2 separate regions of the Triticum aestivum genome follow, and region 2 is linked to region 1. The links are chromatin contacts, called in public Hi-C maps. All regions are on one chromosome and are shown on one strand. The core of a region is the stretch at or near the end of the contact, and the rest is flanking DNA. Distances in the headings are between cores, read along the strand shown.

Region 1 (3,327 bases), core at 349-2,848:
CGACGACTACAAGCACTGAAGCGAGCCAAAAGCGCTCCGCCGTCATCCTTGCCGGAGCCGGGCAAAACTGCTTGTTTTAGTTTTCTTTTGGCAAAAAAGCTTTCGAGCTATTCATCTTCATTCATGGCAGTATAACGAACACTAGAAATAATAAAAATTACATCCAAATCTGTATATCACCTAGCGACGACTACAAACACTGGAGCGAGCCGAAGACGCGCCGCCGTCATCCTTGCCGGAGCCAGGCAAAACTTGTTTTAGTTTTTTTTGGCGAAAAAACTTTCGAGCTATCCATCTTCAATCATGGCAGTATAACGAACACTAGAAATAATAAAAAATTACCCAAATCCGTATTCCACCTAGCGACGATTACAAGCACTGAAGCGAGCCGAAGGCGCGCCGCGCGCCGTCATCCTTGCTGGAGCCAGGCAAAACTTGTTTTAGTTTTTTTTGGCGAAAAAACTTTCGAGCTATTCATCTTCAATCATGGCAGTATAACGAACACTAGAAATAATAAAAATTACATCCAAATCCGTATACCACGTAGCGACGACTACAAGCACTGAAGCGAGCCGAAGGCGTGCCGCCGTCATCGCCCCTCCCTTGCCGGAGCTGGGCAAAACTTGTTTTAGTTTTTTTGGCAACAAAACTTTATTCCATCTTCAGGGAGCCACTACCATCTCATCTTCCCAAGCAGGACAGGAACCCTAACAAAACTCAAAAACACATACTTTCTCCGTCCGAAAAAGTTTGTCCCTCAAATGGATGTATCTAGACTAGATACATCCATTTAAGGGATAAGCTTTTCCGGAATGAGGGAGTATAAGGACAGAGCTCTCCCACCGACAAGGGCCGAGATCCACCGCACCCATGACCCTAAGGCCAGCGGAGACGACGGGAGGCCGAGGAACCCTAATTTTTTAGGGGAGGAGGCTGCTGTGTCTTTTGATAGGAAGCTAGCGGTTAGGCGGCATGTTACCAAGCTTGACTTCTGATCAAGGAGAGAATGTTACATTGCCCTTACTTGTGGGGTTATCACGTATGAACCACTTCAAGTGCTAACACGTGGTTTTTTTTTTTGCGAGAAAGTGCTAACACGTGGTTGAAAGGGTAAAGTAGGTGCTTTTCAAAATCTTGTTCAAAGCCCGTGCAGAAAATAATTCACGTTTCAGCATGTACTGCATCACAGGTGTCGAGCATACCTGGTTCAAATCGATTTTTCTTAAAAAGGAAATCGAAATTTATACTCTAATCTGTGCTTACATGGAGCCTTAGCTTCTAGCCATGCAGGTGTTACGTTAGACGCCGAGAGAAGCTTGACAGCAGAAGCACCCGAGCGAGCACGCCCCGATTGACCCCATGCAATGCATGCGTGGACCGCGGTGGCGCCTCCGGAGTCAGTCACCTCAACCGCGACTAGTAGCAGCACCCAAATCTGCCGACGGATTATTGGCCTGATGGACTGGAGGTCGAGCGTCGTTCGTCCACGTACGAAGCAGCGCGGATCCCGGCGGCACATACGTCTCTCCTTCGAGGGTGGCCCGTGGACATCACGCAGCTGCATTCCAGCGTACCCCGGAGACCGGGCTACAGCGACTCGATCGGGCCAAGTGGGAGACAGGCACGGCTAGCAAGTAGCAACCAACCAACCAACCTCCCCAACTAGACTCATCGGCCGTGCCGCGCGTGGCGGCAGCAACGACGGCCCGCCCCGCCCGCCCCGCATTGAGGGCTGGTTGGACCGTCGTTGGTCTGCACGCTGTAGCTAAACTGATCGACGTACGTCAGTGAAGACGCGCGGTTAATCAAATCGACGGCACCGCGCGACGGCGACGGCCGCCGGCCGCGGCGAGCCGGGCGGGCCGGGCGGGTTGACCGTCGGGAGTGGGTGATGCGTGGTTAAAAATATACTCCGATGTAGCACGCGCGGTGTGTGGGGTGGGGACATAGGCGGCGATTTTATCTCAACTCTGAAGTCAAGGGGAGGGAGTCATATGCTAAACTGCTGCTAATATCTGGTTTGTTGTTGGTTGTTGCGAGTGATTAGGTAAGATCGTTTCGTTTGTACGTATGTTGCGTGAACTACTTCATCACGTACTCGTCTCACGTAAAAAGGCAAAACGAGAAGCCACATTGCCCATTGCCTCCTGCAGATTCTTATAACTCAGTTACTGCCAAAAAAAAAGGGATTCTTATAAGTCAGACTGAGAGGGCCGAGCGACAGAGACAAGCGAAGGTGGAGGAAGTTTACTCAGGAAGCCCAACTCAATAATCACGTCCCCCGGGAAAAAGAAGAAAAAAAAAACTCAATAATCACGACACTTGCACATTCGTGGGCTCAAACAACAAATCTTGCACATTCGCGGGCTCAAAGCGATGGCTTCCAAGGCCCAGCAACCAGCATTTTGCCCACGCCGCACCCACGCGTGCCGGCGTGCTGCGGAGGCACCCTTCACCTTCACCGGCGTCTCCTTCGTCCCCACCGCGCCCAGAAGCGCAAAACCCCCAAATCCTCGAACCCTACCACGGACCCCACCACCCAGGCCCTCCACCAAGCCTCCGCTCCGCCACCGCCGCCCTCCGGCCTCTGCACCGCCTCGCTCCGACGGCACCGAGGTGAGCTCTCCGAGAAACCCGCATTGCGCACCCACGCGCCGTTTTTCCTCGCCGAGCAGTTCGTTCGCACGGCGTGCTAGAACAACCCTAGCTAACTCTCCCTTCCGCCATGGACTGTCTCACCTTTCGGCGCGTGCGTGTGCCTGGTGTCTGCAGCAGCGCGATGGAGCTCACGAAGCAGGGGCGGGCGCCACAGCCGCAATTGCCTTCGGCTGCGCACCGGTCCGCGCAGGTCCCGTACCCCGCTGGCAACTGGGGCGCGCGGGCGCCGGCCAGCTCCTACTTGATCGTGCCCATGAGCCAGCACCCTGCGCAGGTTGGCGTGCCCAGGCCCAGCGCGGACCTCACCGGGGCGAGGCCTTTGAGCAGGGTGTCGTTGAGTCCGCCACAACATGTGCTGCGTGTTCAAGCGGGTCATCCGGGGATGGTTGCGCCGCCGCCGCCCTCGGTGGTCAAGAAGATGGCGATGTCGCCGAAGGTCCAGATGCTCAAGTCGCCACCATCGCAGTTGTCTGCTGGCAAGCGTTCTGTTCAGAAGGAACTGCCGCCGAAGGCTCATCCGCAGTTGTCTGAGTCTGTGAGATCGAAATTCAGGGAGGCTCTGGCTGCTGCCTTGAGTACAGATTCTGACCAGCAATCTTCTGGAAATGTGTCACTTGTGGGATCAGCTGGTGACAACAGGCAGGCAGACGGTGGTACAATGCAAGGAAT
Region 2 (3,033 bases), core at 375-2,874, 72 kb before region 1:
AAATACTGAAAGTCTGCTGCCTGCACACACCATGACAGGTGGGAATTGCTGACCTAATAATTATGACATAAAGCAGACGCTATTATGGAGCATCACTTTCACATTCATTTGTTAAACAACTCGAAAACTCCCCTTAACCGCACTGATTGTTCCAAAGATTATTGTAAAACCTATTCAAGCTCAAATTATATAAGAGAACAAAAGGAAAAGGGAAATGCTAGTGTGTGAGATATACCAGCATGGATAACGCTCGACGATGGCCTGCATTTGGCTGACAACCCAGAACAAGTTCCGTTTACTCATCTCCGGGGTTGAGCCAAAACCGTCTCCTAGAAGCCCAACGACCTTCACATGATTGAGTGCAGTTTCCTGCATCACACCCAAAAATAGAAAAATATGTCAGTGCCCAATAACCAGATAGAGCAGTCTTGTTACGCCTCGAAACCGCGGCAAGAAACTCACCTGCAGATGGTTCATGAGCGTCTCAATGGACGCCGTCCTGTCGGCCCCAATCTCGTAGGACCTGATGGAGAAGTTCTGCCTGAACATGACGCCGTCGTGTACAATCGTGCCGAAACCCAGCGTGTCGACGAGCATGTCGGGCCGCTTGGGCTTCCAGTCGAGCAGCGTCCACTGCTTCTCGGCGGCCAGGAAGATGGTGGTGATGGCCGCGAGGAGCATGCTCCAGTCGGGCAGCTGGTTGTAGAACGTCCTCGGCTGCGCGGCCGAGGGCATGGCATCGTGCTCCGCGTCCGCCAGCGCCGACTTGCCGCCGCCGCCGTTCACCTTGGGGACGGCCGCGTGGGCGCGCGTCCTGCCGGCCCTCACGGCGGAGGACGACGAGGCCTGCTTCGCGGCCATGCCGCGGACGTCCAGGCTGTCCGGGCGCTCGCCGAGGGCGCTCTTGGGCGGCGGCGGTGCCGGCGGCCCCGGGAAGAAGGCCGCGGCCGCGATGGACCCGGCCATGGGAAGCACGGCTAGAAAGCGCGCGCCAAATCAAATGGCCCGCGAACCGGCGATCTCAGCCTGAATTTCAAACAAGAAAAACATCAGCAACGGTAAAAAAAAGACAGCTAAGAAATAGCATAAGCGCAGTGCAGAGGCGCCATGGAAGCTAACTACTGGCAACAACAGCAGCATACGGGCAGGAACCGAGGGTGAAGGCGAACCGCGCAGTAACGGCAACCAGAGCAAAAGAGAAGAAGATTCAGGCCAGGAAAAAAGAGGCGCCAAACGGAACACCCGAACCCCTCCTAAGCTCGAGATCCGGCGAGGGCAGCAGAGATCCTAACCCCCCGCGAATCCGCGGCTGCCGGGTCCGGAACAGCCAAGCAGCGCCCAGAAAAGAGGCGGCGCCGGACCGACAGCCTCGCCGCATGTTGCTCCCGGGCGTATCCGACCAAGAACCGCCCTCCCCAATGAACGAGTGCGGTGGGGGCGAGGAGACCTACCTTTTCGGGGGTAGGAGGAGACGACGACGGAGGCGGCGGGTCTCGGCCGCGGGCGCCGAGGGGAGAGGAGGCGGGCGGGGCGGTGGTTTGTATTCTGGCGGCTTGGGTCGCGCTGTGTCGGGGCGGGGCCGGGTGCCTCTGTTTTCTCCTCTGTCACAGGGGTAGGGTGTGCTCTGCCACCGCGGACTTTAAAAGGAGACCAGCTTTGTAGGGGGGGTGACGGTTCTGCCCCTGGACTCCCTGGAGTCTGGAGGGCGGACGGACGGATAGGATGGAGTACGAAACAGGAGATGTTGATGTGATCCTACCTGTCCACTCCTCGAGTAATGAACGCTGTGGTGGCTGGTGCTGTGGGCACCGGCACGGGCACGGGAGAGAAACGTGGGAAATTGGGAAATATAGTAAGATCAAGCGGATAGCATGCATGTGGCGCGACCAAGGCCGTGGGATTAAATATTGTTCAGAAACATGTCAAAAAAAATGTATTCATAAAGCATTCTAAAGTCTCTTTTGGATCAAAGGAAAAGTAAAGAAACGCATAAGAATAGGGGGAAAAATACTACGATGGGACTATTCAAGCCTCTGGTTCAAAGAAATGTAGCAAAGTAAAAGTGAAGAAAAAATTTATGTGGTCTCGGATTCAGAGGAAAAACGCAGGAATTTTATAATCCATCGGGACCTCTCTTTCAAAATTCTACACACGAAGAATAAGACTGAGATTCGTAGTGGCACAATAACATGCTAATTATACATTTTCATGTGGTTTGATATGATTTCACTGATTATTAGGATTTCCGCGAACCAAACGCACAAGCCTGCAAAATTTCTACGTTTTCCAACCCTCTGCTTTACATATGCATCAATATCCAATTCTTGTGTTTTTTTTCTTTTCCTGCGTTCTTAGAATCTGTGATCCAAATGACGCATAATGTCGTGCAGCGAACCATGCATAGCTCGGATGACTAAGTTCCTTATGGTGGAATCTGTTCACCCAGGTTCAAGTCCTAAATTTGGCACGGGTGGTGGCATTTTTCTACATTTATTTCAAACTTCAAGGCGTGTCCTGTTGGAAAAAATATTAGAAAACAAAAAAAAATCACTCTACGAACACCCAGGAACAATATGAATATGCATAAACGGTTTGGATCACAATCGTTATCGACTCCGAGTAGCAACGGAAGTAGACGAGTCGGTGTAGATTGTACTTGGAGTCCCTCGAACCGTAGATGAGATCCTGCAAACTGCCCACGAACGATCCCTCGGACGAAAGACCGAAAGCACGGCCTCTCTACTTGGTTGCAAGCGTACGGTCTTCACGATCCGGCAGCGCTTCGCTGTGCAGAGCTAATCGTCGTCGGAGAATTAGAGGGAGAAGATTAGAATCACACCGAACTTCTAATTATGAGGATTAGAGGACCTAAGCTAGGCTCTAATTGATGAACTAGGACCAACTACAACTAGAACTAGAGAACTAGAGGAGGCTCCAAAACTTGTGTATCTAATAGTGTCAAAACCTCTAGTATATATAGGTTTTTTTAGATTATAGTATATATAGGTTTGAGGGAGAGGGAGGACGCCACAC

Evidence for each region. Hi-C and Micro-C count contacts between places; a contact is called where the count stands out from the background.
Region 2: a contact with region 1 is called in a Hi-C map of leaf, with 3 times the contacts expected there. The contact joins the promoter of LOC123168027 here to the enhancer-like site in region 1. A contact is called at or near these places in 5 of 5 Hi-C or Micro-C datasets (leaf, root and an unstated tissue) and 1 of 1 datasets of contacts at active chromatin or transcription factors (leaf).

Annotation. Positions count from the first base shown.
Region 1 is chr7D:453,814,817-453,818,143 of IWGSC CS RefSeq v2.1, reverse strand. It overlaps the pseudogene LOC123171161. Among protein-coding and RNA genes, the nearest start is that of LOC123168978, 9.8 kb to the right of the region's middle. Within about 2 kb of position 1,598, at least 2 of the 8 cell types and tissues checked have an H3K27ac peak or open chromatin away from gene starts, as enhancers often do. A contact at or near this core is called in leaf, where this site is marked.
Region 2 is chr7D:453,886,935-453,889,967 of IWGSC CS RefSeq v2.1, reverse strand. LOC123168027 (palmitoyl-acyl carrier protein thioesterase, chloroplastic) reads right to left here and starts at 1,624. Exons shown (of 7, transcript XM_044585890.1): 1 at 1,452-1,624; 2 at 463-1,026; 3 at 236-369. The coding sequence starts at 966.